Linked DNA regions of Mus musculus: region 1 is linked to region 2. A link is a contact called in public Hi-C data. All regions are on one chromosome and are shown on one strand. The core of a region is the stretch at or near the end of the contact, and the rest is flanking DNA. Distances in the headings are between cores, read along the strand shown. Region 1 has its middle 110 kb from the start of Gm41205. Region 2 overlaps 4930434J06Rik (RIKEN cDNA 4930434J06 gene).

Evidence for each region. A called contact is a pair of places that touch in the nucleus more often than the background predicts.
Region 1: a Hi-C map of cerebral cortex shows a contact between it and region 2, with 4 times the contacts expected there. The contact joins two enhancer-like sites. A contact is called at or near these places in 2 of 484 Hi-C or Micro-C datasets (cerebral cortex and cortical neurons) and 1 of 9 other capture datasets (embryonic stem cells).

What each region holds. Positions count from the first base shown.
Region 1 is chr14:72,291,197-72,294,778 of GRCm38.p6, forward strand. No RefSeq gene overlaps it. Among named protein-coding and RNA genes, the nearest start is that of Gm41205, 110 kb to the left of the region's middle. Within about 2 kb of position 1,680, at least 14 of the 459 cell types and tissues checked have an H3K27ac peak or open chromatin away from gene starts, as enhancers often do. A contact at or near this core is called in cerebral cortex, where this site is marked.
Region 2 is chr14:71,890,422-71,893,923 of GRCm38.p6, forward strand. The region is part of intron 3 of 4930434J06Rik (RIKEN cDNA 4930434J06 gene); the gene reads left to right. Among named protein-coding and RNA genes, the nearest start is that of 4930434J06Rik, 35 kb to the left of the region's middle. Within about 2 kb of position 1,465, at least 2 of the 459 cell types and tissues checked have an H3K27ac peak or open chromatin away from gene starts, as enhancers often do. A contact at or near this core is called in cerebral cortex, where this site is marked.

The sequences.
Region 1 (3,582 bases), core at 430-2,929, 400 kb after region 2:
TCTGCAGTGTGTGGAAGGTTGTCACAGAAGACGGAGAAGAAGCAGGGACTTGTGGGTGAGAGGCTGTTCCTAGCCAGGCGTATAACGATAGCACACTTGGCTTCCCCATCACATCTCATAGACAAACACACTGTCACTAAACCACCTTAAACTACAGAGGGGCCAGGAAATGTAGTCCGGAAACATTGATCCCATCCAGGAAATCAGTGAAGGAGCTTGGTGCCAGCAGCTCTGCCCGCCAGCAGCAAACAGAGGCCAACAGCCGCAGTTGTGACCTTAGGGCTGTATTTGCAGGTACACCGTGTGCTGTCCTCATTTTCTCCTTCATCCTAGCCCTCATTACCTACAAGGTTTCATATATAATTTTGTGTTGTCCTGAACTTTTATTCCCTGGGTCATGGACAAGCAGAGTAGGAGAATCAAAAGCATTCACCAACAGATGTTCAGGTGAAAGAGCGTCTAAGAGGAGGAGCTATTAGTGCTCGTTGAGTATGTCTTGTCTGAAATACTCAAAATCATAAAGATTGAAGAGGTTTTTTTCTTTTCATTTTTTGAGATTTGAAAATATTTGCATAGACTTTACCAGCTAAGCAGCATCCATAATCCTGAAGTGTGAAATCTCAAATGTTCTAAAATCCAGAAAAATTTTGAACATCATGTCAACATTCAAAATTTCTGGGATTTGAGATGCTCATCTTGTTACAGAAAACAGGAAGTTATCCTGTGAATTGCTGTAGTGGTTTGAATGAGAATGGCCCATTTGGGGCTAATTACCCTGGGTTTTGAAGTTCTAAGGCATGAGGAGTAAAAAAACAATGCCCTGAGAGACAAGTGTACTCAGCTTGTTCAGACTGCCATTGCATCATTGACAAAGGAAGGGACCTCTCTGCCCAGCTCCTGCACACCCAGGCCTGGTTGGCATGCGGAAGACTGTTGTTTGGGGCCAGCTGTTTGATCATGCTTTGATCAATATCAGTAATGTGAATTCAAATTAATGTGACCACAAAATCCCACCAGCTCAACAAAAACGCAATTGTCCATGCTTTACTGTAAGTACCACTGTGACTATAACTGCTGGTTTCCTGTCTTCATACCCATAAGGTCATGAAGCTTGTCTTACTCATGCTCTGCCTAATTGGGGTTCAGTAAATGCTTATCCACTGACAGCTGGCCTATTCTTTTGCCAGCTACCCAAGTATTCCCTTCTATCTGCTTGAGCTGATTCCAGAGAAACCCAGGATCAGGCTTCTACTAGGCCCACTCTTTGTGTCCATTAAGGTGTGACTCTGTTCGGAGATTGCGTTTGTATCTCTAAATTCTGTGTGTCCTTGCCCTACCTGGCACCTAACCTCACTGTCTTCTTTACATGCAACTCAGACCCTTTGTGCATTCTGCCGTGTATGCATGCACAGCGGGGACCCATGTAACTGGGCCTGAGCAACAGGCATGAGATTTGGCTGGAGCAGCAATGGTGTCTAGCTATAACCCTGTGTTGAGATAAAGGATGGTTCAGGAGTTCCTTAGGCACTGTCAAATAAGTGTATCAGCAGAATGGGAAGTGGCAGAGGGCAAAGTCTGCCTGTGTAATTCCCAGCAAGTGATCACATCTCCTATGCTCTGCTGAGCTACTGAACAAAGCAGCCTTTAGATAAGCAGTGCTCAGTGTGGGTGGCTCCCAGCCAGCCTTCAAGAGGAGCAGACTGCTCCACACACTCACCAATGAAGCTGACCTCCCTGGAGGGGTCCTCTGCTGGCCTCGGTGTCCTTGAGGCTCCTGCTAGTATCTGTTCCGCATTCACTGAACACCAAGGCCATGCACTATGGATAAAAAAAAAAAAAAAATACCACCATCCCCGCTGCCAATTACCTACCAGTCCTGAGCCAGAGTTGAGAGTTCCCTTAAACAACAGAAGGATCACATTCCTGTTCAGCAACCTGCCATAGCTTCCCACTCACCGTCACTAACTCATGCTGACTTCCAAGCAACCATCCCTGACCGGGACCCCAGATCGCTCCCTCTTTGCGGGTAAAATGTCCTCATTGTGCCAGCTCATGCTCCCCCTTCTCTTTGCCAGGTAAGCTATGAGTTTTTAATTTAAACCCTGCAGGAACAAGCTCACGGCCCATTAGCCCAGTGAGCTCCTTCTTTTTCTGAAGTCTGGTCCCACCAACAGTATGCTGCAGCCTTCCACTACAGCATTCTCTTAATCTCTCCTTGTGCCTCTTTCCATCCCTGTCCCTCTCCCCACTCCCCCCCCACGCCCACCCCCCACACACACACTCAAGGTTTTGAAGAATAAAGACTGTGTAAACTTCATTCTGTGCATGAGTCACTGGCAAGACCTTCTTGATACAGGCTTTTCCCAGCAGTCAAGCAAACTCCTCCGAATAGCTTATGCCAGTCTCAGCACTGTGCCCTTCCCTTAGTGACCATAGATAATCCCTGACATGAGGAGAAACTACATGCCCATCCTCAGAGCCTACTGAGGAAACAGGAGGTCACACCTGGGCACATTAGTAACCAGGTGTGTTCATATCCAGTCTGAGGCTCTTACCTCAGCTGGCCAGGGGTGTGAAGAGGAGCTAAGGACCCTGGAGGGTGGCAATGTCGACATCTGCTCTTCTATGAGAGGTGGCCTTGCAGCCACTACGACTTACCCCATGAGCCAAAACAAACACCTACATCAGACCACACCTACATTTTCATTACAGGCCTCTTGCTCAACACCTTATCCTGGACCTGCCTTTCAGAGATTTACTATTTTGTATGTTAGACTATTGCCATCTAGTGGCCATCCATAATAGTTTCAACCCTCCCCCCCCCCCTTTTTGGTATGTTTTCTATGCATATGAGCATTTTGCCTGTATGATGTGCACCACACGTGTGCCTGCCTCCCTCAGAAGTTATAATAGGGCATCAGATTCTTTGAAAAGTTACTAACAGTTGTGAGCCATCATATGTGGCCTGAGTCTCAAACCCAGGTCCTCTGCAAGAGCACTAAGCGCTCGGAGCCTACACCCTTGTCTCAAAGGGAGCCATCTCTACACCCTTGTCTCGAAGCCGCATAAATGCCCACTTGTACCAGGCGTGGTGGCGCATGCCTTAATCCCAGCACTCTGGAGGCAGAGGCAGGAGGATCTCTGAGTTCAAGGCCTGATCTTTAAATGGGGTTTTCAGGACAGCCAGGACTACCCAGAGAACCCCTGTCTTGAAAACCCAAACCAAACAAACAAAATCAAGTGACCGCGGCAGAGAGATTCCCTGTTCTCAGTCACGGACTTGAGTGCACTGACTTCACTCTCAGTAACACCCTGGGTGAAAGAGTTTCTGAAGAGCTCAAGAACAAGAACGGAAAGCATGGAGGGAAGAAAAACAAGGAAGAAGGGAGGGATGGGAGCCAGGGAATCTTGCAAACCCTAAATCTGTAGCTACAAAGGGATGTAGAAAACCTCGGCTGAAGGAAGGAAGAAGGAAGAGCAAAGGGAGTCTCGCAAACCAGGGATGAGGAAGTGGAGCAGGTGGCCTGAGGGGGAGAAAGGCAAGCCTGGGGTGGGTAGACAGTGCAGATGCACCAAAGCTGA
Region 2 (3,502 bases), core at 215-2,714:
CAATCAAATCCAAATGCCTGTGGCAAGGGATTGGAGCTTTATTAATGAATGTTAGATACATGGAGGCTACCAGAGAAATGAAAGAAAGAAACCATTTGCCTCTGGAAATGTGATCTTGTTTCCTAGGAAGGAAACACAGTTGTCCTGTCCAAAAGGGCCAGTTCTAAAATAGAGAGGGAAACAGCAGGACCTCTGTGGGTCAAACTCTAAGTAAGTATGCAATGAAGCTGCTTCATTCCTGCCCTCTCCTCTGCCCCCAGAAATTCCCTTTGTACTTCTCTCTGTCTTCCCAAAGATTAGTGATTCAGCCAACCTCCTGGTTATCAGGACATAGATCAAGGCTTAGAGTAGAACAGGTTGGGGGGGAAAGCTCACTTGGTACAGTGTTTTGCTGCATGGGCATGAAGACCTGGGTTTGGATCCCCAGCATCCCCCAAAATCTGAGCACTGTGGCATTCATGTGTAAGCTCTGTCCTGGGTAGGCAGAGAGAGATAAGTGGTACCCTGGGACATGTTGACCTGCCAGTCTAGCCAAATCAGCACTCCCCTGGTTCAGTGAGAGTGGGAAAGATGCTCGCAATTCAGCTCTCATTTCTATATGCATATTTGCATGTTTATGTACACAGATACACACACACACACACACACATACACACACACACTGGGATTAACTAGCATAGCAAGTACCATACAGGAGCTCTGTTTAAGTGCCATTTTTAATGTCAGCATTGACTAAGCATGAGCAGAATACTAAACATGGTACAAGTTGACACATCAGAACAATCAGAGCAGCTACAATCCATGCTGGAAAATTTACAACCCTGGTTGCTATGTTTTTAAACAGTGTCTGTTCACTGCAGACTATGTAAGATAAAGTTCCAAGACTCCTGACATTGTTCTGTCACTGTCTAGCTGAAGTGCATAGTTTGATTCTAACCTTGTGACTTACAAAGTAAAGTACCACTGTCTAAATGGTTGATCTTCACATTTATAAAACAAAATAAAATGCACCAAATTAACCAAAACCAAAACAACGACTCATGCTTTGACCATCACCCTCTGAATTTCTGTGACTCACTCCGGCCCTGCTGCTGGCACCCTCACTCAGCTTCTGGCTGGTTTCAACGTCTTCATCCAACTCTTGCCTCTCAGCCTGGTTCTGGCTTCCCAGTTACTAAGCACCAGTTTAGGGAGCCCTGGCTTCCCACGCGTCCTGCTGAAGGTTACAGTTTCTCCAGGAGCACACTCTATACCACTCTATTTCAAAACATCACTTTGTGTTATTTGTATTTCCTTATTTGATTCTCTTATCCACTAGACTGTGAGATCCTCAAGGACAGAGACTATGTTTTATTCATCTTTGTGTTTCTTGCAGTGCTTATCATGATGCTGAGCCAGATAGGCCTCAGTAAATGTGGGTTGAATGCCTGTCTGTCAGAAAAGTCCCCACATGCACGCAGTCAGCCTTGCAGCCAGCTCCTAACACTTTCCTTCTCTCTCAGCTCAGGCTCTGCCCTGAGACAGATAGGATAAGGTCTGCACAAAAGCAACAAAGTGTTTAAATCAATGACTCTCATAGAGGGGCCTGAGCAAAATCTTTGTTGACAAATTGAATGCCTAAAAGGAGATTTCACAGCCTATCCCTGTCTAGCACAGCAAATTCTGAAAAAAAAAAATGCGTTTTTCATAGTTGCCTCCCACTAGCACCTACATGTTATCCATGGGACTGAGCCAGCTGATCTTAAATGAGATCATCTCTGTCACAGACCACCTGTGTCACAAAATAACCAGAACCGTTAGCACTTTAGCTCTCCTGGTAAACTAGAGGGTGATTCAGTAGTAGGATCACAATGAACTGCATTCTGAGAACTAATTCATGACTATCATATATCTATAGCTGGCTATATATTGAGCATAAAGTACTAATGGGCTATGGTTGTGTTATGCCTCCAGACTTAACCTCCACTTCAACAGTAGTGGGAGATGAGGTAAACAGGTGTGTAGGTCATGAAGTCCCCCCCCCATAATTAGCTAATGATAAAGAGGCTTGAAGCTGTAGTTTGATTCTACTACCCATTCCCCGCTTTTCTCATCATTTTGCTTTCTACTATGACCAAAGAAAGTGAAACTATCACTAGATGTGGGTCCCTTGACTGGGAGCTTATCAGTATCCAGAAAAATACATTTATGCGTTGCACTTCTATACGTTATAATTATGCCCTTAAGTCATCCATCTCAGGAATCCTCTTATATCAGCATAAAATGAATAAAGAGAGGCTCCACGTCTCCCCAAAGACTCCCGCAACTTCTCTAAGCCCCACCTCTTATGTCTTTTCATCTCTTAGTAATTAAATGCCAGCAAGTCCCTGATCACTTCCTTAGATTTTTGCCATCATTTCTTCCACTTACCCTCTCCCCCTGGAGAAAAGAGTAAGGGACAAAATAAAAGCTTCTGTGGAGAAGCAGGAGAAACAAATGCCTTGCATACTTTATAAATCCTGTAGCTTGGACTTGATCAAAGCAAAGAGCTGTAGAGAGCTCTTAATAATTCTTGGGTGCTTATGGGATCTGGGCATGTATTGGAATTCCATACCATCTTGTTCCATTCCCTGAATGACTTCATGGGTTGGGTGACCATTTCTCTGTTTTGCATTTGTAAGTGGCAAACTGATCTATAGAGAGTTGAATCTATAGATTCAAGCATGTCCTACCACAATGTAGGATATGATCCTGCTTCTAGTTGCCAGCCATTCTTAATTGAGAGAGTTCTGTTGGTTGAAAGACTTATTTCTGAGACCGCATGCCTTTTCTGTCTTTGCTCCTCCAAGACTTTGAGATAAACATTTCCCAGTATTCTTTAAGTTCACTCCCTTAAGTTCTTTGCTTCAGAATATGCCTCTTCACCTCGGTTGTCTCTCCTCCTCCCAAGCTGTGTTTTGCTTTGGGCCATCACACAATGTGGGGAATATTTAATCCCAGCAAGTCTTGAAGGATGTACACCATTAATTTTAACCTGTTCAATTGTCCAATCTATTGCAAAATGTCCAATAGATGACTGAAGAGTCTTTAGTCACCCATTCTTGTTTGCAGTTTTGTGACTCAAGCAGTCAATGGATTATTTACTAATAGGACCGTTGGGTACCATGGACAGTTCCTTTGTTATTTGTTCTCCCTTTCTACTTTAGAAATGCTCTATCAAGATATACATCTTTTTTCCCCCTCAGAAAGACAAAAACACACATAAAAAGTCAGAATTTCAGGTGGGAGGGAAAGAGAGGGGACAAGACAGGAGGACAAATTCATGTTGGTAAGCTTTGCTTTTCCCTTGGTAGGAAAGCAGTAATCTGGCTTTCCCATTACATGAGCCTCTGATTTTCATCCATAAAGCTGTTCTATCCTATTCTTTTTGGAGTGGAAAAAAGACACTGCAAAGCCACACACCCTGCCAGCTTGGGATGCAGAAATGATAGGGGACCATCTCAGCAACTCAGCGGGAGGAGGG